Linked DNA regions of Mus musculus: region 1 is linked to region 2. The links are chromatin contacts, called in public Hi-C maps. All regions are on one chromosome and are shown on one strand. Each heading gives the region's core, a stretch centred on a gene start, on an enhancer-like site or on the middle of the called end of the contact. The rest is flanking DNA. Distances are from core to core; before and after follow the strand shown.

Region 1 (7,544 bases), core at 1,599-4,098, 7.6 Mb before region 2:
GATTACCTAACAAACCTCAACCCCCAGCAATCAACAACAACCCCCAACAACTAACAACCCACCCCACTTCTTGGGGCTCTAGCATTTATTTACCCTCTAAGTCCAAGTCCCCAGAATTCCAAATGTCACATGAACACAGCAACTACCTGCAGTTGCTGGCAAAGCCTCTGCTAGGGCATGAAGCAAATCACAGTCAGCTACTGCAACAGTCCGAAGCAGCCCCACCTGGGATTAAAATGATAACATATTCTTATAATATTTCTATGTTTTTAAAAGAAACCAGAACTCCAAAATTATCACTACAGAGGTCAGAGATCAACTTGTAGGAGTTGGTTCTCCCCCAGTCACCACGTGGGTCCCAGGGATCAAACTCAGGTCATCAGGTCAGCAGCAAGTGCCTTTACCCGCTGAGCCATCTCACTGGTTCTAACGGTTTCCCTTACTCAAAAGGCTTTACAAACTGGGCACTGTAATATACAACCTAATCCTAGCACCTGGAGAGCAGAGGGATGTGGATATTCTGGAGTTGGAGGCTAGTCTGGAACTAGGTTGGTCTACATATTGAATCCACAGCTAGCCATGGCTATATAGTGAGACCTTGTCTCAAAATGAAAAAAAGTCTTTACGTATTCTTAGCGCCAATTCTCTCAACACTCCAATTTGTAAGCAGAGAAAGCCATGTATATAAAATTTTAAGGAGCTGGAGAGACGGCTCAGTGGTTAAGAACACTGGCTATTCTTCCAAAGGTCCTGAGTTCAAATCCCAGCATTACAACCATGTGTAATGAGATCTGATGCCCTCTTTTGGTGTGTCTGAAGACAGCTACAGTGTACTTACAAATAACAATAAATAAATCTTTAAAAAAAATTCAAAGACTTTCATACAGATGTTCCTAAATTAGCCCTCCTGCATGTCTCAAACTTATCTTCCATAGGAAAACAAACAAACAAACAAACAAAAAAACCCCAAAAACCTAAAAAAACCAGAGCACATCACTGTTCCCCTTGAAGGCCCAATGCCTTAACAATTACCAAAGTTCAGGGCTGGGGATGAAGCCTCAGTTGATAGAGCGTTTGCCTAGCAGAAGTTTGATTGCCAGTGCAACAAAAACTAGGCCTGGTGGTGCATACTTGATATCCAGCAATCTCGATGTGAATATAGGATCAGAAGACCAAGGTCACCCTTGGATATATAGAGAGTTCAAGACATGAGACCTTGTTAGAAAAAAATAGAGATGGGTCTGTCTACATTCAGGGATGCCTAGCATATCTAGTTCTCTCTGTCTCTGCCTCTCTCTCTCTCTCACACACACACACAAACACACACCACAAAATCACCCATATTCATAGTGTGCCTATTTTTATACCTCTGCTTTGCACTCCTCTGCTCTGGTCACTGACTTCATTTCCATTCCCGACCATTCCATGCCTTCTTTTGTCAGAGATTCTCATTCTTTGGCTTCTATAACATGTTACTGGTTTTCCGTGAACACCTCTCCTGTTCTCGACTTCTCTGCAGGCTCATCTATTTGCACACGTTTATTTAGAGGCTGATTCCTTACAGAGCAGCAAGAGCCTCACTCACCACTCTAAACAATACCAGTTGCCAAGATTCAGGAGGAACAGTATCCCACTACTGGGGTTCCATACTATCTCTCTGCCCTAGACTTTTCATTTGATCTTCAAATCTACACAACCAACTGTGTACATGACATCCACACCCAGAACACTAAGTATTTATCCACAGCATTCCTTAAACTCCATGACTTTCCTGTGAAATTGTGTCTGCCTCCATCTCCCGAGTTCTGGCTTTATAGGCATATGCCACCATAGAGGTCTGTGTATGGGGCAGGTGAGACGGTTCACCTACTGCTCCTGTAGACAACCCTAACTCAGTTCTCAGCATCTATGTCAGGTGGCTCACAACTGTCCCTAACTCCAGCTACAGGGATTCCAAGAAGACTACACACGTTCTTACAAGGGCAAACCCACCTACCTACTTATACACATAATTAAAATAAAATAGACTTAAAAATAAAAACAGAAGTGTTAGAAATCCGTGGTAGTATATACTAGAAGCACAGATTTAATCATCTTCATTTTAACAGTTACCATTTCTTTAATTTACCATGCAGACCGTCACCAAATCTTTACAACCACCCTATTTTATGGTGAGGAAACAAGTTTGGGGCGGGGGGGGGGGGGTTAACACCTTCAGATAACAAGACATTAGTGAGAGACGACAGATCGCAAACCCAAGCCTGACTTTAGTTGGTCTTTCAACCCCTGTTACAAACCACAGACACTGGAGTGCAGGCCTGTCACATTCAAGATTAAGAGGGACTGAAGTGTTTTGTCATTAGGTTCCACTGCTCTGCAGAGGGTCCGGCTCTCTCCGAGTTAGAACTTTAACAGCTCCCACTCACTGATGCAATACGGACATTCTAATTTGACCCTCACAAAATAAGATCATCTCCACCTAACGGAAAAAACTGAACCTCAAAGGAACTCTTTTGGGGACAGAGGGCTCAGCTTCGGTACGGGCTGCTCAGGATGTCCGGCTTACAGTGACCAGGGCTTTTCCTTGAGGAGTCAGCCTCGGTCCGGCTGAACGCGAGGGCGGCGCCTGCGTCCTGGGCCACAGTCTCCACCCGGGTCCGCCGTTCCACGACGGCTCATCACCGCGAGGACTCACTGCAGGGGATACCCGCTCCCCGAGGTCCCCAGTTCGTCTGCTCAATCTCAGAACCCCAACTTACCCAGTCGCGCCGCAGACCACTCAAAACCATCCGCCAGAAACGAAGCGACTCGGCAATGTTTACTTCCGGGTTCCCTGCCTTCTTCCGGCTGCGCAGAGATAACTTCCGGGAGATCGGCACATGCGCATTTGCAAGCGCTTGGCTCTTTTTTTTTTTTTTTTTTTTTTTTTTTTTTTTTTTTGACCCAGAAAGGCGAAGTGATGGCAGTGCAGCTTTCTTTCTGGAACAGCACAGAATCTTTTTTTTTTTTTTTTTTTTTTTTTTTTTTAAAGATTTATTTATGTATATGGATAATCTATAGCTGTACAGATGGTTGTGAGCCTTCATGTGGTTGTCGGGAATTGAATTTTTTTAGGACCCCTGCTCGCTCCGGTCAACCCCGCTCGCCCAGTCAGTCTCTGCTTGCTCCCACCCAAAGATATATAAGTACACTGTAGCTCTCTTCAGACACACCAGAAGAGGGCATCAGATTCCACTACAGATGGTTGTGAGCCACCATGTGGTTGCTGGGTTTTGAACTCAGGACCTTCAGAAGAACAGTCAGTGAGTGCTCTTACCTGTTGAGCCATCTTGCCAGCCTACAGCACAGAATCTTAGCAAAAATGATTATTGAAAATGCTGCAAAGGTCGGCGTAATGGCACACACCTTTAATCCTAGCAGAGATAGGCATATCTTTGAGGTCCTGGCCAGTGACATAGGAAGACCCTTTTTCAAACAAACAAACAAACAAACATCCCCATAAAAAACAAACTCCTGGAAAATAGGCGACTTTGGTGAATTTATTTTTCTTAAAAAAAAAAAAAAAAAAAGCCTTATGCCAGGCAGTGGTGTCACATGCCTTTAATCCTAGCACTTGGGAGGCAGAGGCAGGCAGATTTCTGAGTTCGAGGCCAGCCTGGTCTACAGAGTGAGTTCCAGGACAGCCAGGGCTACACAGAGAAACCCTGTCTCAGGAAAAAAAAAAAAAAAGCCTTATGTTTTTTGTGTGTGAGTTTGCACATCATTGGCGTTAGATCATCTGTGACTGGAAATGCAGATATATGTCTGTGAACCAGAATGAGTACCAAACCGGGGGCTTCTGCAAGAATGACCTGTATTGACTACTGAGCCATTGCTTGGCCATTTTTCTTTATGCTGTCTTGTGGTTATTTATACTTCCCCTACGTGAAGTGCTCTTCAGATATACAGGACTATAGCTAACGTCCCCACCACCTCAGTCAAACAGCCCAAAGTAGTAGACTTTTTAAAAAAGGAACTTGAAGTGGGTTAAGAATGTAAAAATAATTTTGATTTTTCAAGGCAGCTAAAGGCAGAGCAGAGTCCTGCGGACTCAGAGCGCAAGGCTTGAGAGAGGGACCAAGAAGGCAGGGATTATCTTTGGATGAACGCTTTCTGTAAAGCTAAATTAGGAGAGACTTGTATTAGCTGAGGACTCTATTATAAGTTTACCAACCAGGTACATTATTTCCCAGTAACAAGTGGGGATCACAAAGCTGGCCTGGGAACACCATCACTCAGAAAAACATGTCCTTTTAAAGACAGGATGGTGATATTATTTACACTTGCAGTGGACTGGGGAAAAGCAATGTTTCCTGTTGGTGAGAGGGGAAGAAAACCTCTCAAGGAATTAGACAATGTTCACGTGGAAGCTGTGGGAATGTATATAGATTTATTTTTGAAAGCAAGACTTTTGTGTGCTGGTGGTTTAATTCAGAAGTAGATGCAAAGAGAAAATAACAGGTTGAGGGGATAAAAGGAACAGGGAATAGAAGGGACAGTAAAAGTGTAAGTGCTGTGTGTGTGCTTGTGTCCATGCGTGCGGGGCCCCGTGTGTTGTTTTTATTCTTCAACTCCCAGAGTTAGGCTCTTTCTTTTGATGATTAGCATAACACTCAGTAAATATTTGTTGAATGAATTTAAAGGAAGCTTGAGTTACATATTTACTAGGAACATCCCTTTGCGCACAAACAGATTTAAGGAAGTGTAGGAAGACAGACCCCAGTCTGATGTGATGTCTGTGTAGGGAATAGCTCTCACCCCAACTGTAAAGGAGTTACACACATCAAACTGCTCTTGCATCTACCCAGATTACTGCTCTTCCTAATTTTTGATTCTACTCTACTGCGAGTGTTTAAACCCAGTATTGGCTGTTTCCCCATCTCACTTTATAGGTTTCTCCCAACCCCCTTTTTAGTTGAAAGTAGACAATTGCGTGCTCATTTCCCTCGGCTGCAGACTGATGTCTGTAAAGCCATTCCTCAAATGTTTTCTCTCCCTTTAAATTTAGATTTGATTCCTTTATTCTCTGGATGAACAGTCATCTAGTTGACATTAGGAAAACAGTCTTGCTACTTTCTTCTTTTGAGTTTCTAAATATCTCCCCCACCCTGGTTAGGGCCTTCCTTATGTTGGGCAAACACGACCATGCAGCCATATACTCAGCCCTCAGAAGACTGCTTAAGAATATCATGCCCAAAAAGTCTCTCTGGAAAAACATGTGTTTTGACATAAGTCTGATCATAATTCCTTTCTTAGAGGTAGAGATCATGTCCCCTGTCCTCTCCTCCTCTCTCCGCTCTCTCAGGCTGGCCTTGAAGTCTACGTGGCACAGAAGGACTTTGAACTTCTGATCCTCCTGTCTGCCATCTTACTGGATTTATGCTTCTTCAGCATGCTAGCTAAGTGCTCTATCAACTGGGCTTTAGCCTTGATTATAAATGTAAAAAGCAGTCATGCATTTTATAGTGTTACCTATTTCTTTCTATGTATATGTATATGTACATATATATGAAACTTTTCAAAATAAGTATACATTTCTTAAATTTTATCAGCACCAAAATGTTTGCCTATGCCACTTAACAAAACCAAGATTTATATCCGCTACTTCTCTTTGAACATTTCCTTCTTTTTCTTTTGGAGATAAGATCTCACCATGTGGTCTTGTATAGCTACATGAACTCAATATGTAAACCTGTCTGGCCTCAAACTCACAGACATCCTTTTGACTCAGTGTCCCAAGTTGTTGAGATTAAAGGTGTGTGTCACTATGTCTGGCTTCTTCATTTTGAAGAACCTCTTTGGATAGAATTATGCAAAGATCCCGAAGCTAAGCAGAATCTGTTGGTGCTGAGGAAACAAAGGTGCCCCTTTGTGTCTAGAATAAGAGGAAGAATCACAGAGAATGAGATGCAGGATTTGACTAGCAATATAAAGTTTTGCTATTTTATTGCTAATAGGAAGCTTTCTTGCCTTCCAGTCTGGGCCGGTGTCCTGAGAAGCCCTTGGGGGAGAACTCCTCATCTAGTTCCACAACACCCAGAGGAAGTTCCACTCCCAGGCACTCTAACATGTCCAGGATCACAGGATTCCAGGAGCTTGGTTACACCAGGATCTCAGGGTCCCAGAGGCAGCTTAACTCCCTGGAGCTGTGACACACCCAGGATCTCGGGATCCCAGGATCCCAGAATCACAGGATCATAGAGACAGCTAAACTTTGAGGAGTTCTGACACAACCAGGATCACAGGAATGACAGGCTTCAGTCAGATATGTCGAGGGCAGGTAGCACTAGAGATAATCAGATGATGGGAGGTAAGCATAAGAACATAGGCAACAGAAACCAAGGTTACTTGGCAACATCAGAATCCAATTCTCCCACCATAGAATGTTGTGGATACACCATCACACCAGAAAAGCAAGGTTCGGATCTAAAATCACTTCTCATGATGATGATAGAGGACTTTAAGAAGGACATAAATAACTCCGTTAAAGAAGTACAGGAGAACACAGGTAAACAGGTAGAAGCCCTTAAAGAGGAAACACAAAAATCCTTAAAGAATTACAGGAAAACACAATCAAACAGGCAAAGGAAATGAACAAAACCATCCAAGATCTAAAAATGGAAATAGAAACAATAAAGAAATCACAAAGGGAGACAACCCTGAAGTTAGAAAATCTAGGAAAGAGATCAGGAGTCATAGATGAAGCATCACCAACAGAATACAAGAGAGAGAAGAGAGAATCTCAGGTGCAGAAGATACCATAGAAAACGTTGACACAACAGTCAAAGAAAACGCAAAAAGCTAAAGGCTTCTAACCCAAAACATCCAAGAAATCCAGGACACAATGAGAAGACTAAATCTAAGGATAATAGGTATAGAAGAGAGTGAAGATTCCCAACTTAAAGGGCCAGTAAATATCTTCAACAAAATTATAGAAGAAAACTTCCCTAACCCAAAGAAAGAGATGCCCATGAAAATACAAGAAGCCTACAGAAGTCCAAATAGTCTATTTGGACCAGAAAAGAAATTCCTCCCATCACATAATAATCAACATCAAATGCACTAAACAAAGAAAGAATATTAAAAGCAGTAAGGGAAAAAGGTCAAGTAACATATAAAGGCAAGCCTATCAGAATTACACCAGACTTCTCACCAGAGACTATGAAAGCCAGAGGATTCTGGGCAGATGTTATACAGACCATAAGAGAACACAAATGCCAGCCCAGGCTACTATACCCAGCAAAACTCTCAATTACCATAGATGAAGAAAACAAGATATTCCATGACAAAACCAAATTTTCTCAATATCTTTCCATAAACCTAGCCCTCCAAAGGATAATAGATGGAAAACTCCAACACAATGAGGGAAACTACACCCTAGAAAAAGCAAGAAAGGAATCTTTCAACAAATCCAAAAGGAGATAGTCACACAAACATAATTCCACCTCTAACAACAAAAATAACAGGAAGTAAGAATCACATTTCCTTAATAACTCAACATTAAT
Region 2 (7,328 bases), core at 2,441-4,940:
ATGTCTGTGTTTCCAGAACCTGCAAGGTGGACGCAGGAGTTTGAGACCTTCTCAGCAGTATGAAAACCTGTCCTTAAAAACTGAGCCTGGAGAGATGGCTCAGGAGTTAAAGGCACTGGCTGCTCTTCCTGGAGAACAGTATTTGATTCCAAGCACCCATATCGTGGCTCACAGCTATATGTAATTCCAGTTTCCGGGATCTGAGACCCTTTCTGGTCTCTGTGCATACCAAGTATGCATATGGTGCACAGACAGACATGCACCCACAATGCACATAAATAAATGACTAATGGGACATTGAGAGATGTGTCAGCAGTTAAGAATGCTACTGCTCTTCCAGAGAACTGATGACTGGTGCCCAGCACCCACGTCAGTCAGCTCACAACCAGCCATAACATACACTCATGCTCCTATGCACATAGCCTGACACACACAAGTACACATAATTCAAACTAAAACAAAGTTTAAGCCTAGTTTTATTATTTTAAAAGGAGGTACCTAAGCATACCAAGTGCAAAGGCTACACAAGAGCCATAGAATCACATCTTTCCCCTCACCACAGCTCTAATCACTAAAAGTTTATTTTTAGCTGGGTTATCTTTACAATATCCTATACAGAAGGTACGATTATGATCTTGTGGTCTTGTTATTCTGAGATAGGGTCACACTGTGTAGTTCAGGCTGGCCTCAAACTCAAAACAATTGTCTTGCCATAGCCTTTCTAGGATTATCAGCATGACTTTTTTTGTGTGCTTTTTTAAAGATGGGTGGATGAATATGGATGGATAGAATTATGTTCACTTCTATTTTATGTGTATGGGTATTTTGCCTGCACAGATGTGTGCACCCCTGCATGTGGGTGCAATGCCTATAGAGACCAGAAGAGGTCATTGGGTCCTCTTGGAACTGAGTTACAGACAGTTGTTAGCTAACATGTGGGTGCTGGGATTTGAACCCGGGGCTTCTGGCACAGAAATCAGTGCTCTTAACCTCTGAGTCACCTCTCCACCTCAATGTGAATTTTATTTTATTTTATTTGGTTGCATATTGACATCAGCTTGGTCTCAAACTTATACTGTAGTCTAAGATGGCCTTGTTTGTTTTTAAAGATTCCTTTTATTTATATGTATATCCAAAGATGCCCATGAAGGCCAGCAGAGTTTTGTCCCCTGGAATTAGAGTTATAGAGGGGTCATGGGCCACCTATATTTCACATGAGTGCCAGAAACTCTAGTCATCTGGAAGAGTAGCAAGGGCTCTTAACCGCAGGTCTTGTTTTGTTTATAAAGAAAGGGTCTTTCTCAGCTAGGCATTCTGATATGTGCTTTTAATCCCTGTACTATTCAGGCCCAGCCTGTTCTACATGGCAAGTTTTAGGATATCCAGGGCTAGCTTAGTGAAACCTTGGGGGGGCGGGTCGAGGAGAGGGGAGAAAGAGGAGGAGGAAGAGGAAAGAAACAAAAGGAAAGAGACCAAGTTTTGGGGTTGGGGATGTGGCTCAATAGAATAGTAGTGTGGCTTAGCAAACACAAAGCCCTGGGCTTAATCCCAGCACTGGAAGAAAAGAATTAAAGACAAGACTTTGGAAACTAAAGCCCTGCATTGTTTATCCAGTGTTTGCTATTGTAGACCGAATTACTGAGATCCAGCATCCGCTGCTGTAGATCCACGGTGCTGAGAGTCACTCTCTACTGTTATAAGTTAAGTCGCAATGTTAAGCCACAGTAGTGAAGTCTATATTCTACTTGTTATATTCTAGATGCTTCTGGAATAACTCATTTCCATATCTTTGACCCATACCATGAGTACAGCTATCCCCAGAGCACGTTGCTAACTGAATGTATTAATGGGAATATGGTAAGGATAGCCATCAATTTCTGCCAACTATAGGATAGTGGGTAAATGAAGCTAATTGGAAATAGCAGGCTTGACGTTATGTACTTCTGGCCAACCATATGTATCTGATTCCCTAGGTTTCATATCTCACGCACCAGACACACCTGTTCACCATTTCAGCTCCTGACACAGTATTCCCTAACACATGACAATTACTGACTGACTGAAGGAAAGTCGAAGTCCTTCCAATCCGGCTGTGTAGCAATGGGAACATAGGCGTTTCTCAGTGGCTTGTGACCTCTTTTTTTTCCTTCCTTCTTCCTTTTTTTTTTTTTTTTTTTTTTTTTTTTTTGCTTGTTTGCTTGCTTACCTGGAGACAGGTCCTTACTCTACAGTCCTAAAACTCACTAACTCAGGCTGGAATGAATTCACAGCAATCACAGTGTTGTGTGTGTGTGTGTGTGTGTGTTTTTAACATTTTTTTATGTGCTGTGGTGATAGCCAAGTGCCTTAATGCAGCATTTTCTCAAAGTGGGTATAGGTACCACTGGTGACAATATAGAAAACTATAGGCCCGGAGAGGCAGCAGATGTAATCCCAGAACACAGGAAATGCTTGAGTTTTAGGCCAGCCCGCTCTACCTAGCAAAAAGAAAACACAGGTAGATATGGCTGCATTCTTTATTATCTATAATAATATGTTGATTGTTTTTGAAAGTTTATCTATTTTATGTATATGGGTGTTTTGTCTGCATGTATGCTTGCACACCAGGAGAGAGCATCAAATCCCAGGGAACTACATGTTCATAGGTGAGTGTGAGCTGCCATGTGAATACTGGGATCAAACTAGGACCTCTGGGGGAAAAAAAAACAGCCAGTGCTCTCAACCACTGAGCCACCTCTCAAGTCCTATATTTATTTAATATGTAGCATCTTTAGCCCACACACTCAGCCCATGGATTCATAGATATTATTGTTTAGGATGAAGATAAGTAAATTTTAACGTGAACTAAATCCATCTTGGTGGTAAAACCACGTTACCACGACCCTTGGAAGGTGGAAAGAAAAAGATCAGAAGTTCAAGACAAAAGATCAGAAGCTCAGCTAAATGCAAGACTACCCTGGGCTACATCTTTCAAACGAACAGAAGAGCCTGAGAGATGCTCCAAGAGGCTGCCTGGCTCAAGTCATTGTACCACCTTCCTTTCTTGGTAATTAAAACATTGTTTGCCTGGTAAGGAGGCTGAGGCAGGAGGATGGAGAGTCAAAGGTCAGAGTGGAATACAAAAAGTCTACACATGCACATGTGCGCGTGCACGCGCGCACTACACATACAATGAAAAGGAAAGCCATTGTTTTCTCTTTCCCCTTTCAGGCAGTCTCCATTAGTTTAAGGACCTTTTTTTATCATACATTCTAAACATCTTCACATCCTGGAGAGAGTATCTAGCACCTTAATGTGAACAACAACAAAAATGCCTGTTTAACAGAGGGATGAGTTGCAGGCAGTGGTGGCGCATGCCTTTAATCCCAGCACTTGGGAGGCAGAGGTAGGTGGATTTCTGAGTTCGAGGTCAGCCTGGTCTACAGAGGGAGTTCCAGGACAGCCAGGGCTAGAAACCCTGTCTCGAAAAAAACAAAAACAAAAAACACAAAAAATCAAAACAAAAGAGGGATGGGTTCTGTGCCCATGCCCGCGCCATGCCTCCAAGCAGAGGGTAGGTTGCTTTGGCCTGCTCCCCGCCTCTCTCGCAGTGTCTCCTGGATCCCGTTAGGGGGCAGCAGAGGGCGCGCCCTGAAAAACCAAAAACAGTGACTTACCCGGGTAGGAATTTCCGTTTCCGGCCCAAACTAGACACTTCCGCTTCCGGCCGCTTGGCATGTGAGTCGCTGACGAGAGGATGGACGGTCTGGTGGCTCAGTGCTCCGCGCGGTTGCTGCAGCAGGTTTGTCCCTGGGCGGGGCGGAGGGCTCTGGAGCGGGCGGCGGCGGGGCAGAGTCCGCAGTGGCTTCCACAGGCGGCCGCGGCGACCCCAGTCCGGGACCTCGGGGCTTGCGAAGCCTTGCTGCTCCGCTGGCCCTTTCCTCTTGGCCGGGTCGTGCGACTGTCACTCAGAGAAGAGAGGGTGGACAGCGAGCGAGGCTCACTCTGCTGGTCGCCCAGGCCAGGTTAGAGCAGGACAGGTGTGCCCTGAGACCCAGCCGGAAACTTCCCAAGAAGCCGCCAGTGTTGGTCTGGAACAGTGTCACAATTTTGAAAAACGAAAGTAAGACCAGCCCCTTTTCTTTTTCGGGCCTAGACACTAGCGTTAGGAACTCAGTTTGTCTAAGTCTTCCCTGGACAATAACTGCTTTTATGCAAATCATCCCCGAGGTGCAAAATAAATGGACAAGCTCTTTACTGCTGAGTCCAGTGAATAGTAGCAGATCTTGGAGAGATGGGGAAAAAAAAAACCATATATATATGAAGTTTACGTAGACCCAGAAAAGGCAAAGACGGACACTTGAGTGATTTCGAATATGACAAAAGATGGATTGACTCCTTTTTGTCTCGGGATCTAACCCAGAGCCAAGGCCTATGTGTGGCAAGCAGCACTGAGGGGTGCAAGTCCCCAACTCCTACTGATGTTTGTTGGTTTGTTTTGTCGTTTTTGATTTGGTTTGGTTTTTTTTAGTCCCAAGTCATTAGATTTAGCAACACAGGTAGTAAAGCCAGAAACTTGTACTCTGACTAAATCAGGATGCACCTAGCTAAAGAAGAGACTTCCGTGTTTGACTCTGGCCCTGGACTTTCAACTCACAGCCTCTCAACTGCTAGGACTGGAGATGTGTACTGCCATGCACACTTGGCTGAGTTATATTCTCTGCCCCGCAGTCCCTCATCCCCAGCACACACATGTGAACTCAGTTCCATCTCATAAAGGATGATTGCTGACGTCAGTAAAATCATTGCAAAGTCCATTCTCATTTTTCTACCCCACATGTTGTGGAGAGCGAAATGAGGAAGTCTGTGGTAAGGTTTGCCATTATCCGGGAAGCATTTGTTTGACCTGGAAAAGTTGCCTTTCCCTTACAGGAAAGGGAGATTAAGGCTCTGACTGCTGAGATCGACCGGCTGAAGAACTGTGGCTGCTTGGAAGCTTCTCCAAGTTTGGAACAGTTACGAGAAGAAAATTTAAAATTGAAGTATAGGCTGAATATTCTTCGAAGGGTAAGTGCTCCGGATGTTTTCAAATAATTTGTTGTTGCTGTTGTTGTTGTTACTGAAGATTCTAGAAGTACGTGCTATAAGAATTGAGAAGAGGAGTTTGTTTAGAAATCAGTTTTCCTGCATAAGGCAAGTTAGGACTCATTAGGCTGGAGAAAGTGGGGCGGCACTGGCTTCCCAGGGCCCTTTTAAGTAGTTTATTATGATACCCCTTTTAAGTGGTTCATTACGATGGTTTAATGGTTTGGAAGTTGAGATTTCTTCAAAGGCTTATGTCCATGCTGTCAAAGGAATGTCTTTTGTTTTTAAAACCATTTTAACTACTGTAAAAGAAACAGTTTCTCAGGAGCAACTAACAGGGATGTTTTAAAATGCACTCACTGATTCCTAACTCCTCTGCAATGAAGTTGTTTATTTTGCAGTTTTGTGTTATGCTTTATAGCATCTTTTGGGGTTCTTTTCATTTAATGTTGCGAAACTTTCTCTGCCTCTCCTCCTCCCCATCCAACAGCCTCTCTATACAGACCAGGCTGGCTTCTGGGCTGGGCTGCCTCCATCTTGAAGTGCATTTTCTTCTTCTGTGTCTCTCAGGCTGGGTTTACAGGTGTGTACTACCATGCCACCATTTGAATAGCCTTACAGTCCAGCAATGCTTATCAATGTAGTTTGTTTGTTTGTTTGTTTTAAAGAAAGCCTACCTTCAGCTTCTTTGGCCTGCCTTTCAGGTTTGCTGATGACACAGCCTAGCATGTTGCCTCATTCATTGTTCTCCAGTGTGTGTACTTCCTTCTGGATTGCACAGGCACCGCTCCAAGTCCTCATCTCAGGCGTCTGACCAGTCCTTTGAAGCACTTTATTATCTGTGTGGAGGCAGCTGTGCTCAGATAGCTTTGTCAAGTGCTTGTGCGCTGCTGAAGGAAGTAAGGGAAATAAATCCACAGCTGTGGTGAAAACAAACTTCTCTGTGTGCAAGAGACAAGGGCAGGCTGATCTTTTAGTTCCAGACCAGCCTGGTCTACAGAGTGAGTCTCGGGACAACCAGGGCTACACAGAGAAACCCTGTCTCGGAAAACCAGAGAGAGGGAGAGGGGGGGAGGGAGGGAGCATCAAAGGACTAAAGTGCTGTGTGCCATAACTTCACTCTGCCGCCTTGCCCTAGTTCTTGGGCCACATACTCCACCTTGAAAGCACGTACCGGATGGTTCTGGCAGGAGGTGTTTTACCCATGTTCTCATAAGCACGGCTGCCTCAGTTTTTTCTTATTGCTTTTCTGTCTTTTTTATGTGTTTTTAAGATTTAGAAACGTATTTAGTATTGTTTTTGAGGCACAGTTTCTATTTAGCCCTGACCTTTCTGGAGCTGTCATAAGTAGACCAGTTCTCAAACTCACATAGATCCTCTGCCTCTACCTCTGCCTCCAGAGCCTAGCCACTTAGTACATTTATTAAAGTACTCACAGAAAGCTTTTTCACACCGATAGCACTCATACATGATTGCTGTCACGATAATGCCACTTTTAAAGAATCCGTAGATTTTCGGGAATCTGCTTCTAATCTTAGTTTTCTCAAAAGCTGTTATTTTTACAAATTTTTATAATGTGAGGTTTTACAAAACCTCAAAACAGTAAAGGTGATTGTACCAAAATGTGTCTGCTTTTGGCTTTATTTGAGTCCAGGTCTCACAGTCCAGCCCTGGCTGGCGTGGTTTGTGCTCTGTGGCCTGTAGCTCTCAGACTTGTGCAGTCCTCCGTCTTGGTCTCCCAGGACTAGCTAAGAGTAGTAGTAACTCCTTGCTCCCACAGGCCTAGGAATCATGGGAGAAAGGAAGACACACACGTATAAATCAAGTAAAGAAAAGTTGCCAAGAACTTGTCAGGCTGGCTCACCTCTGTAGTCCTAGCCCCGAAAGGCAAAGCAGGAAGATGGCTGTGTGTGCAGGGCCAGCCTGGGCTATAGCTCAGGAGCCGGCCTGTGTGAGGCCGTGGGTGCAGTCCAGCTCCAGATAAAACTGCATGTGGCTGCGCGTGGTGGTGCGCGCCTTGATTCCATCACTTTCTGTGGGAGGCAAGAGGATCAGGGAAGGAAGGCAGGAAAGAAAAAGTGTTACATTGATTATATTCAAATGTTAATTTGAATGAAGTCAAGTACAGTGGCTTCTGTGTGTTTGTGTATAGGTTTATTTTAAAAGATACAAGTTTTAAAAAGTTACAAGGTTATTAGAGATTTTTAAGACTTAGGATTATATGTAACTGACATTTTCTATTGGAAATCTTTAGATTGTGAAAA

The links. A called contact is a pair of places that touch in the nucleus more often than the background predicts.
Region 1: a contact with region 2 is called in a Hi-C map of Th1 cells, with 6 times the contacts expected there. The contact joins the promoter of Slu7 here to the promoter of Rars in region 2. A contact is called at or near these places in 1 of 39 promoter capture datasets (pre-B cells) and 1 of 484 Hi-C or Micro-C datasets (Th1 cells).

Annotation. Positions count from the first base shown.
Region 1 is chr11:43,429,035-43,436,578 of GRCm38.p6, reverse strand. Slu7 (SLU7 splicing factor homolog (S. cerevisiae)) reads right to left here and starts at 2,848. Exons shown (of 16, transcript NM_198936.1): 1 at 2,760-2,848.
Region 2 is chr11:35,830,890-35,838,217 of GRCm38.p6, reverse strand. It overlaps Rars (arginyl-tRNA synthetase), which reads left to right and starts at 3,690. Exons shown (of 15, transcript NM_025936.3): 1 at 3,690-3,781; 2 at 4,912-5,046. The coding sequence starts at 3,737.